2 separate regions of the Mus musculus genome follow, and region 2 is linked to region 1. Evidence: chromatin contacts called from public Hi-C data. All regions are on one chromosome and are shown on one strand. Each heading gives the region's core, a stretch centred on a gene start, on an enhancer-like site or on the middle of the called end of the contact. The rest is flanking DNA. Distances are from core to core; before and after follow the strand shown.

What was found. A called contact is a pair of places that touch in the nucleus more often than the background predicts.
Region 2: a Hi-C map of extraembryonic ectoderm shows a contact between it and region 1, with 5 times the contacts expected there. The contact joins two enhancer-like sites. A contact is called at or near these places in 2 of 484 Hi-C or Micro-C datasets (the Ba/F3 cell line and extraembryonic ectoderm) and 1 of 9 other capture datasets (embryonic stem cells).

Annotation. Positions count from the first base shown.
Region 1 is chr14:68,554,988-68,562,437 of GRCm38.p6, reverse strand. No RefSeq gene overlaps it. Among named protein-coding and RNA genes, the nearest start is that of Gm41191, 19 kb to the right of the region's middle. Within about 2 kb of position 1,482, at least 2 of the 459 cell types and tissues checked have an H3K27ac peak or open chromatin away from gene starts, as enhancers often do. A contact at or near this core is called in extraembryonic ectoderm, where this site is marked.
Region 2 is chr14:68,715,632-68,722,028 of GRCm38.p6, reverse strand. It overlaps the pseudogene Gm46476. Among named protein-coding and RNA genes, the nearest start is that of Adam28, 63 kb to the right of the region's middle. Within about 2 kb of position 4,763, at least 6 of the 459 cell types and tissues checked have an H3K27ac peak or open chromatin away from gene starts, as enhancers often do. A contact at or near this core is called in extraembryonic ectoderm, where this site is marked.

The DNA.
Region 1 (7,450 bases), core at 233-2,732:
AGATGCAAAGAGAGGAAAGGATTTTCACCATGCTTCAGAGGGACAAAAAACGTGACCAGCCATGAGAGATCTCAGGTGGAGCTACCACAGGCCACTTCTCCAGGTGGATGGTTAGGGTGTTGAGCTGGGGCTAAAGGTAAGGGAGCTACTGAAGCTAGGGCAGGTTGAGAAATGAGCTAAGAGTATTGGAAATGGCACACTAGCTGAGGAAAGCTTTAAAAAGCCCAGCAATTGAGCAAATAAGGCAGGTTGAAATTGAGCAATGTGTGTGTGTGTATGTCTGTTTTACATCCATGGATCCAATCGTCTCTGTGGATGGGGCTGGTAGTTTGGCCCATTCCCAGAGCTTAATGCAGGGTAGCAAAAACTTCACTCTACGGATGTGCATAACCGGAAAGGCAAGAATCCACTATTAATTTATGAATTATTGGATAGATTACACACACACACTGATATAGTATAATAGGGAGGAAAACTGGTTTCTCAGTAGAGCATGGCTCCAGGTCATGAAAATTTGAACAAAGGAACACAGGGAGAACCTCAGCTTAGAGACACTTGGATCTCCTGCTGTGCAAAGAAAAAGGTTGGCTGCTCTAAGGCAGTGAGAGACAAATAACAAAAGCTGACTGCTTCCTACAAGCAAGTAATCAAAGGATAGATTTTTAACATTTCCATTTAATTGTTTTTTTTAAAGATTTATTTATTCATTATATGTAAGTACACTGTAGCTGTCTTCAGACACTCCAGAAGAGGGAGTCAGATCTCGTTACAGATGGTTGTGAGCCACCATGTGGTTGCTGGGATTTGAACTCTGGACCTTTGGAAGAGCAGTCGGGTGCTCTTACCCACTGAGCCATCTCACCAGCCCCATTTAATTGTTTTTAAGGATAGAAGGGAATATGAATTTCGCAGGAGCCAGGTGGGGATTTCTTCCTGCAGTTCTGAACTGATACAAAGAACTTAAGATGAGAGTCAGATGGTAGATGCAGCCTGCTTTCTACTAGCAAATAAAGAATAGGGATAAATAAAATTCAATTTAATTGTTTCTAACATAGAAGAGAGCCACGCACACTCTGGTGAAGTCTGCTTGGCAGGCCAAGAGGCCTGGAAGCACTCACGAGGCAAAGTTTCACCTCCTGGAGTTTTGGCGTTCTCATTCACCCATATACTCATACCCTACTCCCGAGTTAGTCTGGTGTATGGATCCACGTGCTCTCTTTTAGTATTATCTTATTATAAGTGCCTTTTAATATTGAATTCTGACATAGCTAAGCCTTCGCCAGTGTTCCAACGTCCTAGAAAGTCCTTGAGCTGACCATGGGCTTGGAATTCAATGTTGCGTATTCAGTGACATTCAGAATTGCCTCTGGTATTACACTATCACTTAGAATAAAAGCCAAGTCGCTCCCATATACAGGAATTTACAATGGTTTAGGAAGTAGATCAGGCTGTGGCTTTAGGGTAATGCATTATTCATGAGATGGTTAGCTAGAGAGGAACTCCCTAATTAGAACCATGACTTGGGTGTGAAAGCCCTTGCCCTAGGAGTGTAAAGACCTCACACCTGGCTTCTAAGACTTTAGCTGACCTTAGATAGGGCTGACTTTGTCTCAGTTGTTTTATTGCCCAGTTCCTGCCAGTCTTTGTGTTTACATTCCTGTTTTGTGTAAGAGTCATTAAGCATCCAGTAACCTCATTTATACCTTGCCGATGTGTCACCTAACTTGCCTATTTTCTTCTGTATAAAAAGTTTGATGCTCAATTTGACAAATGACATTCAGATTCTACACAATCTCACTTGTTGGTCTGTCTGTCATTCACCGACTCTGCCCACCTGTGACCAGAGTCCCGTTCCCCGCAGACAAAGGGACCCAAAGGGTCTGCGGCATATAATGGTAATTGTTTAAATGTTCTTAAGTATACAGAGATATTAGGCTCCACAGAAGGGCAAAGTTAGGAAGATTGAGAGATTAATTGAGCAGCAGAAAGTAGAGCCCAGTCTAGAAAACACAAAAATGGCAGTCTTTTATAATGTTTGTTTTGTTCTAAGCCCAGAGTGTGAAAGAAAAGGGTCAAATATTGTACATGAATATTAAAAGAGTTGAAAAGAGTGGATTAGAGGAACTGTATACCTGGGCAAAACTTCAGGGAGCAAATTGTTTCCTGTGGAAAGACATGACCAAAATTCCTCCCCCAAATATCAGGCTTTTGCATTTTCCCTACCAAACCCAGCCAGACAGAAGAGAGAAAATCTGCTGAGCCATGTAAGGGGGATTTTCACTCCATGGGACCTCCTGATTCACTTATGAGGCAAGCGCTGTCAAAGTGGACTGTCATCTACTCTGAGAATGAAAGTTAGTCTAACTAGGGACTGATCAGCTCCTCTCACACTCTTCTCCAGTCTTTCAATGAAGGGAAAGCAACTTGTTATGTTGTCTATATTCCTCCAACCTCAGTCTGAAGCAGAACAACTCAGGATAAGAGAATTACAAGTTCAAAACCACCCTGGGCTACACAAACTAGTATATTCTAATCAACGTTCCAAACAGTAATGGGGGGGGGCGAGGGGGTGGAAAGATATCTAAGTATTAAGACACTTGCTGCTTTTGCACAGGAGCCAAATTCCATTCCCAGCATTCACATAGTGCCTTGCAAATGGCAACTAATGGCAGCACCAGGAGGTCCGATGCCTTCATATGGCCGCTGTGGGCAGGAAACCAGGTAACATGTGTTACACATACATACATGCAGGTAAGACACTCATAAAGAAATATAAAGTCTTTTTTTTTTTAAGTAAGAAGGAGGGAGAGGAAAGGAGTCTTTTTATCCTTTGCTTTACTTCTGTAGACAGTGTCTTTGATCATGATTTTCCCTCCCACTCACCTGTGAACATACTGCAAACTGACATTTTGTTGACTAGTGTTCTAGACACAGGTCCTTTGCCTCGAATACAGAACCCAGTATTTCAGACAAATCAGACACATACGCACACGGCAAGTGAACTGCCCCAGGCTGAGACTTGCTTTTCCATTTTCTTAATGCCACTTTTCCAAGGTTCACAGATTTTTTTTTTTACTTTAATGAAATATAATTGGTTGTTCCCCTCTTTATGTGTATTTGTCTTGAACCAGGGCAGTTTTGCTCCCCAATGCTAGAAAGACTTTCTGTTGCTCTTCCAGAAATCACATTCTTTTCATTTTATACTAGAGTCTGTGACACATTTCAAATAAATGCCCATGTGTGGTGTCAGTTAAAGCCTGCTGTTCATTTTTTTCCACACACATAGCCAGATTTCTAGGAGTGTTGTTGAAAGATTAAGTAGCCTATTTCCTTTGAACCCTCTTGATGTATGGTCAAAATGTGTGTAAGAAACTGTTTCTGTCCCTTCTCTTCTCTTCTGTTTATTATGTGCCTATCTCCTGACCTTATTGGCTCTGCCAGTTGCTCTGATGACTAGTTATGTTATTTGGACACCATGACATCTAAAAGCATCTCAGGTCAATGAAACTGTGATGGGTATTCAACTTGATTACATCTGGAATAAACTATAATCCAGAAATGGAGAGGTGGGGTTGGGTTCTTCAGAAGGCAGCATATGCTTTGAATCAGCATCCAGTGTATGATACAGTTTCTACCATAGCTAGGATCTATAGGTCCAGGAATCCAGTAGTGGGAAAGGGAATAGTTCTACTTACTATCACTCTTAGTGACCCCAACTAAGAACATTTTTGCCTCCTGTTCCCACAACCCTAAGTTCTGCTGGCCTACAAGTTTTGGTTCCAGAATGGGGAGTACTTCTGCCAGTAGACACAGCAAACATTCCATTGAACTGGAAGCTCCAAATACCCGCAGGTCATTTGGGGCTTCGAATGCCTTTAAACCCACAGGCTAAGACAGGAATAACAGAATATTAGAGGTTTCAGTACCATAAGATGATCACTAAGAACAACAGCAGCAATGGAGTGTAGTCATCCAGAGCCTACAGTGTTACAGAGGATAGAGCTGGAAAAGTGACCCAAGCCCTTTGGAGGAGCCCAGATCATGTGTGTATCTCTGACATTAGAACAAGAAGCTATAACCCCAAGATGTTCAAGATCCCAGAGCCATGGGTTATCTGTTGAGGAAAGCTGCCAACAGGGAATGGAAACAGGCCAGGAGAAAAAAAGTTTACTGCAATCAACAAAGATCAAAACTGAGTTGGAGATCTGAAGGCCACTTTGACATCAGACATGGAGATACAGAGCTTGGAGTTTTCCCGACTGGTTTCCTGCCTTGCTTTGGGGATTACAGTCAAGTAACTGATTGAATCTCAGAAGAGTCTTTGAACTATGTACTTTTAACATTGTTGAGACTGCTATAGACTATGAGAACTTTGAAAGTTGGACTAAATGTTCTTTTTTATTATGCTATGGCTAAGTATGGCTCCCATAGACTCATATGTTTGAATAAACCTATGGGAGCCAGGAAGGGGAATTTGTTTGAATAAGTCTATGGGCCCAGGGAGTGGCACTGTTAGGAGGTGTGGCCTTGTTGGAGTAGGTGTGCCACTGTGGGTATGGGCTTTAAGCCCCACATCCTAGCTGCCTGAAAGAACAAGTTTGCCTTCAGGACAAGATGTAAAACTGTCAGCTCCTTCTACACCATGCTTGGCTAGATGCTGCCATGTTCCTGCCTTGATAATAGTGGTCTGAACCTCTGAACCTGTAGGCCAACCCCAATTAAATGTTGTCCTTATAAGAGTTACCTTGGTCATGGGTGTCTGTTTACATCAATGGAAACCCTAACTAAGACAGAAGCCATATTTAGCCTTTCCCACCTAATCCAGGCAAGGGAGTCCTGTCTTTCCCCAAGTCTTACTATGCAGTGACCATCTAGGCTCACATAACATCCCAGCAACTGATTGTCATGAACATCATCCCCTCTGCTTCACAATCCAAATATTGCTCAGACTTCAATTCTATCTCACTGTTTTGGGAGATACCTCTCACATCTATTAGTAGTGGATAACTGAAAAAAAAAATTTTTTTTTTGCTTCTTAACCTATAGTTTATGAATTGAGAATTAAACATTTCTTTCTTTCATTGGATAAACTGAGGTATGGAATAAATAACAAATATATGTGGAATTTACCAGGGCACTTTTCCTTGCCCAGCTGTTTGCTGGCCCTTGAAAAAGCATTCTCCAGTTTTTCCAGTGCAAAGTATCAAAGCCAGGTCTCTGTGCATGGTAGCTAGCCATTCTACCACAATGTGCATGTGTTAGGGGTGTGGTAGGGTGTATTTTAAAACTGTAGTTAGAGATGCCTTTCTCTTTTGAATTAAGAAGCACAGCCACACCTTTCATTTGTTAGGCAATTGTGACATCTGCTGTCAGAAATAAAGAACTAAACTTCTAGTCAAAAGCAGGCTATTCTGGCTGAAAATGCAGACCTGTTGTTAACTTCTAAAGAAAAGTGAGCAGGGAATAATCAGAGTTCTCTTCCTTGTTGAAAGTCCAGTTTAAAGCAAGTAGAATTTTGGGTTAAAGCATTGCGGGCAGCCTATGGCCTATCTCTCCTGTCTCTTGATATTTTTCTCAGAATGGGGTGGTGAGCAATTTAATAACCACTAGGTGAAAAAATATTTGCAGCTCTTCACTCATTCGGGGAGGGGATCGGGGATCTTAGAAAGCATCACTCTAGCTTCCTTGGTAGTTTTGCAGTCATGTACAGATAGGTAGGTAGGTAGGTAATAAATAGATAGGTGATTGATAGATGATCCACAGATATAGACAGAAATGATCAACAGCTATAAATGCAAAATAGATATAAATAATAGACAAGATAGATTAAAATAGATAAATAGATGATAGAAATAGTTGATAGATATCTATATGATAGAGATTTTTGATAAATGATAGATAATAAATGATAGAGATGCACAAATACATTTTCTTTTGTGATGATCTACTCAAATTGTCCCATTCTTCCAGTCAGCACATGCAACACTTCAATGATCTGTTCCCTTCTGTCTGTTCACAGTTGTCTTCAGGTTCTCCAAGGTCCCAAAACAGCCCTGACCTTTATTCTATCAGAAAAAGGTAAGTTTATGTTTTCCAGTTTTAAGCAAAGGAAATCACACAGAATATGGACCCCATATCAAACGTCTGTTTCTCAGAATAATGTTAGGAAATTTTACCTATTATATCTCCAGCTATTTCTGCATAACTCATGACCATAAAAACGCCTCAGTGGCAATCATTGGGCAGATTTCTGTTGCTACAGCAAATACCTGAGGTGATTAAATTGTTTTAAAGAGGTAAGGCTAAATTTGAATCTGTTTTGGAGATTTCCTTACTTGGTTGGCCTTACTGAATTTTGGTCTGAGATGGTTCATCATAATGAAAGTATGAGGTGTGTGCAGGAAACCATCACCTCCCTGTGGAAAGGTCATAGAGCAGAGTTACAACTTGGATTATCTTTCTTCATCTAATTATTCAGGTAGAGATTTATGCTGATTTTTGAATCTTCTTTGTAAAGCTCTTTACAGCTATATCTCTCCCCATTAAAAGTGCTTTCCTCGGTCTCTTGAGTTTTGAGGTTTTACATTTTCTGGTCACTTCTTGTAGCTTATTCTCTGATTTCCTATTTTGATCATTGGCTCAGAATGCACTCTTTAATGACTACACAAATGTGGATTTGCACATCGTAATAAGAAAAGATTTTTGGGGCTCCAGACAACCGGCCACCTTCCTGGTGAGAGCACAGGGGTCCGCCCGGCCCGAGAGGTTTCTGCCTCAGGCCCCGGCGGGACCCTCCTTGGCTCCAGGACTCCGTGGAGGGCAGACTGCACGGGTGAGGGCGTGGAATACAGAGGCCAGCCGTTTCTGGGACAGGCGAGAGCCACAGAGCTTCTGAGGCGGCGCCATCTTTGGGTCCAGACAACCGGCCACCTTCCTGGCCAAAGCAACACAGCTTCGAGGAAAGATCCTGTTTTGGGCCTTCATCTTCAGCCAGGAGGAGGTCCAAACACCAGATAACTGTGCACCTTCCCTGAAAGAGGAGAGCTTGCCTGCAGAGACTGCTCTGACCACTGAAACTCAGAGGAGAGAGCTAGTCTCCCACGTCTGCCGATAGAGGGTAACAAAATCACCAGAGGAACAATCTCTAAACAAAGACAACTATAACAACTAACTCCAGAGATTGCCAGATGGTGAAAGGTAAACGTAAGAATCCTACTAACAGACAGGGAGAAGCACAGAGCCGCTGACAGCCGGCCACCGTCCGGACCAGAGGACAGGTGTCCACCTGGCTCAGGAGGCAGCCTCAGCCTCAGGAGCAGCGGTCGCCATCTTGGTTCCGGGACTCCACAGAACTTAGGAATTTAGTCTGCACAGGTGAGAGTCTGCACCACAGAAGCTGACAGCTTCTGGGACCTGCCAAAGCAACACAGCTTCTGAGAAAGGTCCTGTT
Region 2 (6,397 bases), core at 3,514-6,013, 160 kb before region 1:
CTTTTGGGCACTTGTTAATGATCATCTGGATATATTCTCTAGTTGAAGATTGAAAGAGACACTGCTAAAAACGGAAGGCATATATAGACATTACACAGTTATTGAAAACATAAAATGTCATCTGCAACTCTGTACAGATTTGGCCTTTTTGAGGGTCTCCAGAGATCACCTCTTCATCTGGATTCAAACGACAGTCAGATGGGCCTGTGAACTGTTTTAGTTCCATCTATGGCGCCCATCCATGTCAGTGAGATGAGTTGGACAGTTCAATGTATCTGACTAAGGGAAAGGACTTGGGGCCAAAGTAAACTGTCAAGATGAGGCTAAATTTAACTTTGCAACAAAGCAGATGTAAATCTCACTGGGGTTCTCCCCAGCAGCTAAGAACATAAAACCTCTGCACCCACAGCAGCATTCGAAAAGGTTGAAGGCAGGGGGAGTTTTGTGAACTGTTTCCTTTAGGCTAAGGGCTGACACCAGTTCCAGTAAATGCTGACTGTGCCTTCAAGAAGTCTGACTTGTTTAACACTGGTGCAAAAAGTGTCCCCAAGCAAAACCTTTCCATTCCGCGACGTGAAAGTATACAGTTGCGTGTGAATCAAAGGACATGCCAGTCTGTGTCAGCCACGCTGTCACCTCAAATGCTCCAGGGAGCCTCTGAACAGTGCCAGGAGCAAACAGAGAAATTCTCTTTCCCAACTCCTTTTTTTTTTTCCTACATAGTGAAATATCTGCATAAAGTGACTCAATCGAAAAGAGCTGATTGTCTGTTGTTATGAAATCTTAACATTCTTCCACAGTGGGGGAACAAAGGAAAATAAAGCAAAGAGGAGGGACACTTTAAAATTTTATAAACAAACAAAAAGAGAGGTTTTTGTTTTCTTTTGTACTGTTTCTGAAAACATTTTCCTTAAGTGGCTGAAGCTCTGTAACTGTTAGAAACTATACTTTGGTTGTGATATTAGGTTTGCAGGGGGTTGGGGGGGTGCATTTTAGGAAATGATCCCTGGTTGGTACTTGATTTCTCTTGTTTAATGTTTGTAAAAATAATTGCACAAAATAGCTTTAAAAATTTTTTCCACATGTCTCTGCCAAAAGTCTCAACTTTTCCCATTGTTGTTATAAAGGTCTTTCTTCAGGGCTGACAGACTTCCTCAGTTGCCTAATGGCAGGGCTATGTATCCAGACAAATGTAAAACTTTTGAGATGCAGTGGCTTATATAACTTTAGCAATAACCCCAAAATAAATAAAGACATAAAGAGTATAGTACATTGCTTATATATAGTTATTGTCCTACAAAAGAAGTCTATATAAGCTGGGCGGTGGTGGCGCACGCCTTTAATCCCAGCACTTGGGAGGCAGAGGCAGGTGGATTTCTGAGTCCAAGGCCAGCCTGGTCTACAAAGTGAGTTCCAGGACAGCCAGGGCTACACAGAGAAACCCTGTCTCGAAAAACAAAAACAAAAACAAAAACAAAAACAAAAACAAAAAAGTCTATATAATATTAGGGATAGTTACACACAGAAATTTCATCATAGAGAATGCTCTAATATGAACCTGGGGCCAAAGATCTTTATTTGTATAGCATTCATTTCTGCTTTGATAATATATGTGGTTATTATCTTTGGGTTATGAATAAGAAACACAACTATCTTGTATTCTGTTAAAAGTAACTACCATCTTCATTCAGTTCTCTGACCATTGGGGAGAGAGAGAGAGAGAGAGAGAGAGAGGGGGGGGGGGGCTTTACACTACCCATCCCCCAGAACTGCTGGTGCTCATATTGACTTTGGGCTTGGAGTTAAAGGGCAGTTGCTCTGGCCTATCAACTAAGGAAGCAACCTCAGTTGGGACAACCAGAAACCCAGAGGAAAGGCACGCCTGTTCTCTAAGGGATAAACCAGATGGCAAATGGCATCAGGGGCCCTCTCCCATGCCCATTGTCTGTCCTTTCCCCCTTGTGCATTATTCAGATATAGGCGGTCCCCAACTTGTAAGTTCACCAAGTTCATGTATCAAGAACTCAGAACATAACGTCCCATGAAATCAATGTTGTGCTGATGGTTACTAAGGCTGGTGATGCCTTTGACTTCTGCCTCAGCCCCTCCCTTCTTATGGTGCCGACCACGCCCACTTCTCTGCCTCCCATCCTGTGTGCTCCCCATAGCTTGCCTCTGCATCCCTGACCTCAGCCACTTCACTGAGTCCAGTGACTGGGTGAAGAAATGGACTTAGTTCAAGTTGGGGCGATCAAGATAGTTCTTCCTTGGTGACAATGATTTATTAAGTACCGAGTAGGTAGATGAAGCTCTGGGTCCTTGGAGCTGGAGGAGGGAGTGGTGGTGAGGGACACACCCACCTTCTCCAGGGTGAAGCTGTGAGGTTGTGAACTCTCTGCTGTCAGAAAAGCGATAGGCCAAGAGCAACAGAGATAAGAGAGGAAGGACAGGGAGGGTGCAGCCTACTCTGGACCCAGCGTTCTCATGCCTAAGGACCAGCACAGTGCTAAATCCTGTTTTTCAATGTTCATCTTTTAACTCTTTCAGCACTGAAACCCCAGGCTGACTCAAAACCAAACCAAACTTACCTCCCTCCCTCTCTCTCTTTTTTTTCTAAAGTGTATTTTCATGGTATTTCTGCCTCTTAAGTGCAAGCTCTCTCACTGGGAAATACTTGTTCAGCTTGAAGTGATTTCATAGTCTAATACTGAGAAGCCCACCTTATGCACAGTGTAAGAAAGGTCTTGAGTTTGAGGACATCAACATGGTGGTTAAGATGACTCTCAGGCCTGAACTCTGCTCTCTCTGTTACTGTAGCTGTAATATTAACCATTCTCTGAGATAGGGCTATTCAGATCCATGGCGCTCCTCTCCATTGGGGAATCTTAGTCCAAGTCAAGAGCCCACAAAGACCTTCAGCGGCCTTCTGGCAGACTGTTCACAGCACAGCATGCGAGAAGGGCATGTGGAATTGTGCAAATGACTGAAGTGGCCGCAGCTGTCATCATCTGCTGAGGTCGCTCAGGGCAGACTCACTCATTCGTACTTTTCTGTTTCTTCATGTCTGAGTCATCTCAATGCTGGAAATATGTTTTTAAAAATATTGCTCAAAATTGCAATTACTTTGTGGTAAGGGTGGTGGTGAGTATCTAACAGACTCTTATGAGATTGGTATATCTTGGTCATTTCTTTAAGATGATGCATTCTCCAGGGTCCTAAGGCATTTGCCACCTTCTAGAAGAACTCATATGATAATTTTAACCTCAGGTGGTTATGTTGTATGTGTAGTATGCATGTGTGTATATTCCTTCTGTTTTTGAACCATGCTCCATGTTTCTTAGTGTAACCACAGAGAAAATAACAAAGTTTTATCATGTTCTGAATCCTTATGTGTGGGATGCTTTATTTCTTTGATAGACATACTTATTTATCTAGAAAGACCTCTGAGGATCTAATTCTGGTTGTCAGGCAACAAATGAATGTAATTACAAAACCACCCCACTGGCCCTGAAATGAATAGTTAGAGGTAAGATCACTGCCTGATCAGTAAAGATCACTTTAAAAAGAATAAAAATGTAAAAGAAGATAGAAAAGAACTCTGAAGCGTTTGTTTTGTGCTTGATGCTAGGCTCTACTCTAGTCACTCAGGAGTCAGCAGAGTCATTTACAACAAATTCTTAGCTTGGCAGAGAGCTTGCCCCACAGCTACAGACCACCAGCAGCTCTACTCTATGCCGAGTGCACAGCATCTCACTCTTGCTGCAGACCCTCTGGGCCCCTTTGTCTGCGTGGAACAGGTCTCTAGTCTCGGGTGGACAAAGTGTAGGATGAGTGACAAACAGAGGCACACAGGAGAGGTTGTGTGGAATCTGAATGTAATTTGTCAAATCGAGCATCGGACTTTTTATGCAGAAGACAATAAGGAAGTTGGGTGACACACCAGCAAGGTACAAAGAGGTTACTGGATTCTTACATAAAACAGAGGAATGCAAACACAGAAGGTCTAACAGGAACCACCTGGGATAGAATTCATTGTTAACAACTGGGATCAAAAAGGACTTCACCTAAGATTTACTTAATCTTAGAAGCCAGGGTCAAGGGCTTCGTGCCTTTGCCATAGTTCCTGTTTTAGTCTATTGTATAGTCCACCTTCCCCTTAGGTCATTGTAAATACGTGTGTATGGGTGTAACTCAGCTATAGTCTTAGAAGCCAGGTGTGAGGTCTTTACTCTCCTAGGGCAAGGACTTTCACACCCAAGTCATGGTTCTAACTAGGGAGTTCCGTTCTAGCTAACCATCTCATGAATAATGCAATACTCTAAAACCACAGCCGATCTACTTCCTATACCATAGTAAATTCCTGTATATGGGAGCGACTTGGCTTTTATTGATAGTGTAATACCAGAGGCTATTCTGAATGTCACTGTCTAGCTCAAGGACGTTCTAGGGACTGTTGGAACACTGGCAGAAGGCTTTAGCTATGTCAGAATTCAATCTTAAAAGATATCAGTATCATTTTAAGATGATACTGAAAGAGAGCACGTGGATCCATACACTAGACTAACGCAGGAATGGAGAATTAAAGGAACGCCAGACTCCAGGAGGAGAGCTTCCTTGAAACTCTTTTTGCCTCATGAGCAGCTTTTAGGCATCCCTGCCTGACAGGCTGACTCAGCCGGAGTGCCGTGGCACACTCTGACTTACCTGCAGTGATAGGTGAATTGCGATTCGTTATGACAAGACTGTGACAATGAACACAGGTGAACACAGGGACAGGAGGTGGTGCCGGGAAAGCGAATGGGGTGGGGCTGTGTCATTTGGAGTTTGGACACAGCAGGAACAGGGGCATGGGACTTACAATAACAGTTCAATATTGTAGAAGAAATGGTAACTGTGAAATGTTGATGCATGGGAAAAGGGTTAAGAGACAGGACTCTGGGGGGTGGAAAGCATCAGGTGCCATTTCATGATGGCTGGATATTTTGGTCATTGCTGTTGCAAGGGGACAGCTAAAGAGATTTCTACAGACCAGAAACGTCACTAGATTTGATGTTTGGATCTAGATAAGATGTCAGAGCTTCAACTTATTCACACAGGTTGGAGCATATTGTCTCCAGTTCTGCAGAGGACCAATGATTGTTGCAAAAATAGCCAAAGTATATATTCACATATATATGTGCAGAAATTCACAGATTAAAAAAAAAAATTTAACCCCCAACTTATGTATTAAAATTCGATTTCGGTTATAAAAACGAAAAAAAAAAGGAAAAGAAAGAGAGCTAAAATTCCAAAGAATCATTGATTCAACCTGCTGCTACAGATTCAAACACTATGATCTTTCCTTGAGCATAAGAAAATACTAAACTTATTGCATTTGTGATAAAGTTTTAAGTTGGTAAAGTATGTGTAGCAAAACTAAAATGAAAACAAAACAAACAAACAAATCTAGGTATTTGAATTACATTTATTTTTTTGAACCATGATTTCACTACAAGGAACTAATCTGCAGTGCTTCCATATGTAAAGATTTATACATTTCCAATTAAGAATGTATTAATGATATAAAAAGATCAAAGCATTTAAGGAAAAGATGGTGAATAGCAGACCACATGTGTATAGACAGAATAGTATATCTTAATAAAAAGAAAACTGAAACCTTTTTACTGGAAAGGGAATTCCCTTCAAAGTGATATTTTTATAAGAAAATATATATTAGAATTTGCCTCACTTGCCACTATGTCGATGGAATTATGTACACAAGTACATAAGTGCATATAATATTTTTGGAAGAATACACAGACTAAAGGAGATAGGGTGACACAAGTAAGGGCCAAGGATGGCCCAGCTTTGGTTATGGAGGATACATTTTAATAGTAGTTAAAACACGAAGGCTGCAGAGATGGCTCTGGGGATAGTACATGCTGTACTAGGATAAAGGCCCGAGTTCCAATCCTCAGCACCCCTGGGAGCAGCCGAGTATGGCCTCCTGCATCTGCACCTCTAAGGCTGTGGGGATGGGAAAAGTTAGAGATCTTAAGAGAATAAGGTAGGAAGTAATAGCTGATGTCCTTCTCTGGTGTGCACACATACAAACATGCACACATACACAGGTGTGTACGTGTGTGCATCCTCCATATACTAGAGAAAAAAGTGGAATGATAGATAATTGTATGAAAAAAATAAGTCCGAACTACCTATTACCTATAAGAAACACACTTCACTGGCAAAGATACACACTCACTGGGCGTAAAAGGGTGGAAGGCAACACACCAAGCACATGAAAGCCCCGAACAAGCAAGAATAGTTTTATTTATATCTGATAAAGTAGGCTTTGAGCCAAAATTAGTCAGAAGAGATAAGGAAGGTCACTATGCATTACCTAAAATAACAGTCGGGA